Regions from separate parts of the Canis lupus genome. Here region 1 is linked to region 2. A link is a contact called in public Hi-C data. All regions are on one chromosome and are shown on one strand. Each heading gives the region's core, a stretch centred on a gene start, on an enhancer-like site or on the middle of the called end of the contact. The rest is flanking DNA. Distances are from core to core; before and after follow the strand shown. Region 1 overlaps SSPN (sarcospan). Region 2 holds the start of BHLHE41 (basic helix-loop-helix family member e41).

What was found. A called contact is a pair of places that touch in the nucleus more often than the background predicts.
Region 1: a Hi-C map of amygdala shows a contact between it and region 2, with 3 times the contacts expected there. The contact joins the enhancer-like site here to the promoter of BHLHE41 in region 2. A contact is called at or near these places in 2 of 9 Hi-C or Micro-C datasets (amygdala and skin fibroblasts).

The regions. Positions count from the first base shown.
Region 1 is chr27:25,185,148-25,188,297 of UU_Cfam_GSD_1.0, forward strand. The region is part of intron 2 of SSPN (sarcospan); the gene reads left to right. Among named protein-coding and RNA genes, the nearest start is that of SSPN, 29 kb to the left of the region's middle. Within about 2 kb of position 1,279, at least 11 of the 20 cell types and tissues checked have an H3K27ac peak or open chromatin away from gene starts, as enhancers often do.
Region 2 is chr27:25,084,164-25,087,287 of UU_Cfam_GSD_1.0, forward strand. BHLHE41 (basic helix-loop-helix family member e41) reads right to left here and starts at 1,775. Exons shown (of 5, transcript NM_001002973.1): 1 at 1,446-1,775; 2 at 1,214-1,277; 3 at 786-893; 4 at 346-457. The coding sequence starts at 1,507.

The sequences.
Region 1 (3,150 bases), core at 29-2,528, 100 kb after region 2:
AACATTTTCTGTAATGTTAGTTTGTTGAGGATTTTTTTTTGGTCCACTCACGTTGTTTATTTTTCTCTTATAACAAAACACATAATAACTGGATACTTCTTTGTTCAAGCAAGAAACCATGGCACATAAGAGTAAATCGACTGTATTATTTAGAAATTAGGAAGCTGCAGAGAAGATATTTTGTATTCTAGTATAATTGAAGCGGTTGACATAAAAAAGCAAAATGCTTATATGTACGTATATTTAAATCCATGTTGTAAAAGAGTAATTAATGGAATAAAAGTGTTCACATTATATCAAGTAGCCAGAAAAAGCTGGCTACACAAAATATATGGTGTGATCCCACAGAAATAAAAAAAAAAAAATACCTTTCAGTGCATAGAAAAAATAATTATCTGTGAGTGGTGAGAGAATAGCCACATTTTGTAGTCTTTTTCTCTAATTTTGAAATGTTCTTTAATAGATATAACTTTCCTAATTAAATAAGCGATTCTATTTTTAAAAATTGATAAAATTTCATGGATATGCCTACATTTGGAAATTTTACTTTTTCTGTGTGAGGATGTTCCTTAAAAGAGGTCATGTTTATTTTTTTTGTAGAGGTCTGATTAAACACAGCAAGATTTAGTGATGATTTTGAAAAAAAAAAAAATGCCAGAAAGCCTAGTAAGAAATGTCCTGTTAAATTACAGGAACCTCTTTCCCTAGGGTAAGACGTGCTCTCCGCTGGGTTCATCAGCTTCTGTGAAATGCCTTCATTTCCCCTCCAGATGACCCAGCAGAGGCACCTGCCTAGCTTTAGAGACCCCCAAAGCCATCTCAACACCTGCACTTAAAATAAGGAGCAAGGACTAAAATAAAGTAAAGTAAAATAAAATAAAATAAAATAAAATTAAAAAAAAAATCACTGCCAGGGTCAGCCAGGGTGCGAATTCCCCGCTAGGACGGTCTCATTAGGTACCTCCCGCCGCCCCCCCCCCCCCACCTGTGACAGACATTGACAAATAGGGAGGCACTTTTCTCTTCTCCCGGATGTGACCTTCCGTGATGCTCGCTGGCAGCTCTCTAAGGTGCCGCTACATTATCTTCGGGTCTAAAATGGGCTTCAGTCGATCTCCAGGTCTTCCAAAGGCACAACACGTCGGGGCGGGCTTCCCCTGCGCTTCCCCACCACTTGGGCGGGAGGCGGGGGAGGCACGAAAGGCGTCTTCCTGGGGTTTCTCACCAGCACAGCCGCGTTTCAGGGCCCGAGGACTGTACCCGGGCCTACGCCTTGCTGGGGATCTGTCCCCTCCTCTTCAAGACCCAGCCGGCCAGGGCGATCAGCGGAGCTCAGCGCGGCTCTCTGCACTCGAGAGGGCGCACACACGCGCACACACGCGCACACGCGCGCACACTCGCTCCCTTCTTCCTAGAGACAACAGCCGCGGGACTCGGCTTTCCGGCTCAGCCCCCGCCTTCCTCCTCTCTCCCGGGGCTGCAGCCGGTGGCCTTGGCCGGCCCTTGGCCCGGGGCGGGGCCTCCGGCCTCTCCGCGTGGCCCTGTCCTCCCGGGGCTCACCTTGACGGGTGTCACAAACGTGTCCGGCTCACGTGCTCGGAAACACAACCGGGCACACGCCCCGCGAGGGCATCTCAGGCGCAGGGGCCTCGCGCACACACGCGGGCCGCCCCCGGGCTGCTGCCGCCGCAGCCTCCCCGCGCGGGGCCCGGCCGCTCCTCCAAGGCCGCGGACGCCGGGGCGGCAGCCGGGAGCGGGCACCCGGGCCGGGGCGGCAGCCGGGGCGGGAGCCGCTGTCACATAAGCGCCGGAGCCCCGGCCGCCCCCCCTGCCTGCCCCCCTGCTTGCCCCCCCGCCCCGCCAGGCGCCCCCCTCTCCCTCTCCCTCCCCCCGACCCGCCGTGCGCCCCCCTGTCTGTCCCCCCTGCCCCCTCCCGAGCGCCCCCGCCCCCTCCGGGCGCCCCCGTCTGCTCGCCCCCCCTGCTCGCCCCCCCCGACCCGCCGGGCGCCCCCCCTGCCCCCCGCCCCGCCCCGCTCCCAGACGCGCGGGCCAGACAAACGCGTCCGGACCCCGCTTTTATCAAGAGATATTTGCCCGCGTGCCCAAGGTCATCGTAAACACTTTCGGGGATAGTTCCTTCGTGCCGCGTAGGGAACACAAGTCACTTGATTTTGAATTACAGATTCTAACCCAGAAGCTTGTTGCTGTCAGATGAATTAAAAGCCGGGGAAGGAAAAATGCTACAGCGCTTGCGGAGGGAGCCCAAGGCTGGGGGGCGGGGGGGGGGGGGGGTCAAGCAGGTCTCAACGCGGTTAAGAAATTTGATTCTGTGGCTCCTTCCTGTTCCCTGGGCCCGGTGGTTGCAGGCGGGGGGGGGGGGTGTGCGATGTAGAAAGAGGTGCACCCAGGAAAATGTATTCATCATATTCAGCGGGACTAAGGGGCAGGGCTTTTGTTTGTGTTCTCGCTGGCTTCTAGCACGTTTAAGATGCTCCATTAAAATTGAGCGATCCCTGTGCTTGTGTAAATGTTTACATCCTTTCTACAAGCCAACTATGCGTTGTTATTTCCACGTGACAAAGAGTGAGACAAAGCGGTAGAGTTGATGTCCTGAGTCTTGCGAACTGGCAGCTCTTTCCATCTCTAGTAATTTGTTTATTGACTTCACGAGTACTTCTGTAGTGCTGCTGTGCTCTAGACACAACTCTACAGATATCAACTCTTTTGATCCTTAAAATAATACAATGACGGTAGGCTCTATTATAATCATCATTCCATGATAATCATACACGTGGGATTGATTAGTTTGCCCTGGGTCCCTAGCTAAGAAGGGGAGAATCAGGATTCCAGTGGGGGCAGTCGGCCTCCCCAGTTTCTGCTCCCAGCCATCGCTGTGCTGGACACTGGTTAAATGCCTTGGGCAAATCTTTTCATATTCTAAGCCTAAAGGTGATCTTTTAAAAAACAGGCAAAATTCTCATTTCAGCCAATGGATTTTTGTGATTATGAGAGAATATTATTTTTGCAACCATTCGAATTATTTACAGATTGAGAATGAGGGATCATTGTCATTGCTTCAAGATATTGTTCCAATGAACATTATAGAAATCTGCTAAGGATGTGCATGTGTGTTGGAGGTAGCAGGGGTAT
Region 2 (3,124 bases), core at 525-3,024:
GAGAAAGGGGAGGGGTGGCGGGGGTGGGGAGCAGAGGGGGGGCGCGCTCTACTCCCTGCTGGAAAACCAAAGTGGAGAGCGCAACCGCCACTTTAAATAAAAATCTGATTCCTCCGAGTTCTGCTGAAAGCCTCTAGGATGCTTCGGGAAATGGGCACTTTCCAATGAAGGGAAAGTATAAAGCAATTTAACAAATGAGAGTGAGCCCCGTGGGCCCAAGGAAGGAGGTGGGGGTGCGGGTGCGGGTGCGGGTGCGGGTGGGGGTGGGGAAAGAGTCCCAAACACTGCCCCTCTGTGGGCTGCCCGGCTTCATCAGGGTGGGTTGGCCTCCCTGAACCGACTTACCATTCTGTAAAGCAATTATCTTCTGATGCTGCTGCTCGGTTAAGGCTGTTAAAGCTTTTAAGTGTTTCAAAGTTAATTCCAAGACTACCGCTTTCTCCAGATGCCCCAGAGTCTGCAGGGTGCAAAAGAGAAGGGGGCACTTGGTTACTTAAAAACGCACATTTGGCTTGATTGGCTCTCCACTCAGCACAGCAACTTAAGCAAACATTCTGAAAGAAGTACTATTCCTATACTTCTTGAGCTTTCCAGAAATGACGGGTTATACATGATTTCTTGCCTTCAGCTTGTGAGCACCTACTCTTGAGTTTGTGGGAAACTCTACACTATAGCACAAGTTGTAAGGCATATGATATTTACATTTATTCTTATATCTCTGGGAGTAGTACCAAGCTATTAACACGCCCTTGGAGAGCAGCAAAGAATGAAAATGTGTCTCTTACTGTCAACTTCAGATGTTCAGGCAGTAAATCTTTCAGCTGAGCAATGCATTCATTAATTCGATCTCTTCTTTTCTTTTCTATTAATCTGTGCGGTAATTTGTAGGTATCCTTAATATACGACAGTCATGGAAGAAACAAAACAATAAGCTAAACATTTATTGGATAAAACAATACCCCCCCCCCAGAGCCCCATATTATGTGATAAACTATGCCCAAGAAACCTTTCCTCTGGACTGTTCTGAAATGCAATTTGAATTCAGGTATGATGTTTAATCCCCCCCCGAGAGTATCCAGCAAACCACTTAAAATTCACAGTTGGGGAAGCTCAAGGGCTGGAATATATTTGCGGGCAGAGCTTCGCTGTGAAATCAATGGCCCTAATTAACTATCCAGGCAGGTTATGGGGAACATCGGAAACTTACACTTACCTTGCTATCGTCTCGCTTCATGCTCCTTTTGGGCTTACACATATACAAAGAGGAATAGTCCAGTCTGCAAAACAGAAATCAGCATCAGGCACCCACTCGGGGAGGGGCACTGCCCTTGCCCGCTCCATACCACTTTCTGGAGAAGAAGAAGAAGAAGAAGAAGAAGAAAAAGAAAAAAAAAAAAATCAAACTGAAGCCTAGACAGATATTCGCAAGGGTGCGTGCACCTTACCCTATAAAATCTCTATGTTCCAGTAACTGTCTCTCTTGCAAATGAGGAATTCCTTCGTCCATGTTCAACCGCTGTCCGTTTCCTCTGTTTCGATTTTTTGGGGTTCTGTTCTATAATCTGCGGGACGATAGCTTTGGGAGATCTTGGGGGGATCTGTGCGTCTCCAGTCTCTCTCTCTCTCTCTCTCCCTTCTTCAGTGCAGTGTTGAAAGTGTGAAGCAGTTGGTTCCCCCCCTCCCACCGCGCTCGCTCTCTCGCACACACGCACACACACGCACGCACACTCGCGCCGGCCCCACTGCGCTGGTAGTTTGCTCTCACTCCGGGCAGTGTTTGGCCACAGGGCACGCGCGTCGCCGGCCAGACCAGCACCCAGCTCACGTGCGGAACGTACCATCCGCGGTCCAGCCCGGAGGGGGGCGGGGGAGGAGGGGCCGGGCCGGGAGGGGGTGCCGGGAGCGGGCTGCGAGGGAAGGCGAGCGGCAGGAGGGGGCGGGGACACCTGATCAGGGCCACCGGAAAGGAAAAACAACTTCGGCCAAGCTATTCATCTTCCCAAAGGCGTTGCAGTCAGCTGGGGGAGGGGCGGGGGAGGGGGGCGGAGGGGAGGGGGGAGGGGGAGGGGGCGCCGGGGGTGCGGGGCCGCCAGGGCTTCCTCGGCTCGGAAACGCTACTCCTTCGCTCGGTCCGTCATTACGGTGTAGGAACGCGAACGTGGCTTTTTTGCTTCGCCACCGCCTGCACGGGTGGTTCGGACCCGAGAAAGGAAAGAGAAAGAGAATTCGCGGTGGGCAAACTTCAGTCCCGGAGGAAAATTTGGAGACTTGTTTGCTCCCTGTGGCTCGGTGGCCTGGGGGTGGGGGGTGGGGGGCGTGGGGGGGGAGGGGAGGACCCCTTGGCCCTGGTTGGGAGTTGCCCCCTAATGGGGCAACTTGAAATCCCCTCCCCGAAGGATTTAAAAATAAAGGAAAATGTAGTCACTGGGTCAGAATGTCGCAATCCAAGTGTCTTTCGGCGACAGCGGTGTCCCTGGGCCACCCGAACTTCCCGCAGCAGCCGGAATTGCGGTGCCACTAATCACAGAAGCAGATGACGACGTTGGGGCCTCTGGTGCTCCCGGAGGAGCGGGGGGGGGGGGGGCGGCACGAGAGGGGCTGCCGCGGAGCAGCGGTGCCGCATTCTCCGCCGCCCCCACCGCCTCGCGGGGCTGCTGCGTGCTCACCCCCCCCCCCCCCGCCGTGTGATAAGCGACGCCGGGAGTGTGCAGAGCCCACGTTTACTACCGCTGGCACCTCCAGAGCCTCCCTCCTTAATCCCGTCGCGAACGGGCACCAGCACAGGGCCGGCAACGTGAGCCGACCTGCCGCCGCTGCCACATCACTGCGCGGGGAAGCCGTGCGCGCGCTCGCCCGGGAGCAGCGGCGCCCGGCGCGGGGAAGCACACGGCGGCGCCCGCCGGGCCACCTTTCCGCGGAGCCATCCCGGCAGCGTGACTCACGGCCAGCGAGAGTTACCGAGAGGCGCCCGCGGAGGCGCCCCGCCCACGCCGCCGGCGCAGGGGGGCCGAGGGCGGCCGGGGGCGGCCGGGGAGGGCTGGTCCCGCGGGACTCCCGGGGCTCCCGCTGCGCGGCGGCCGCCACTCGGCGCTGCGGGCGGGGCGCGGGACCCGGCGTCTGCGGA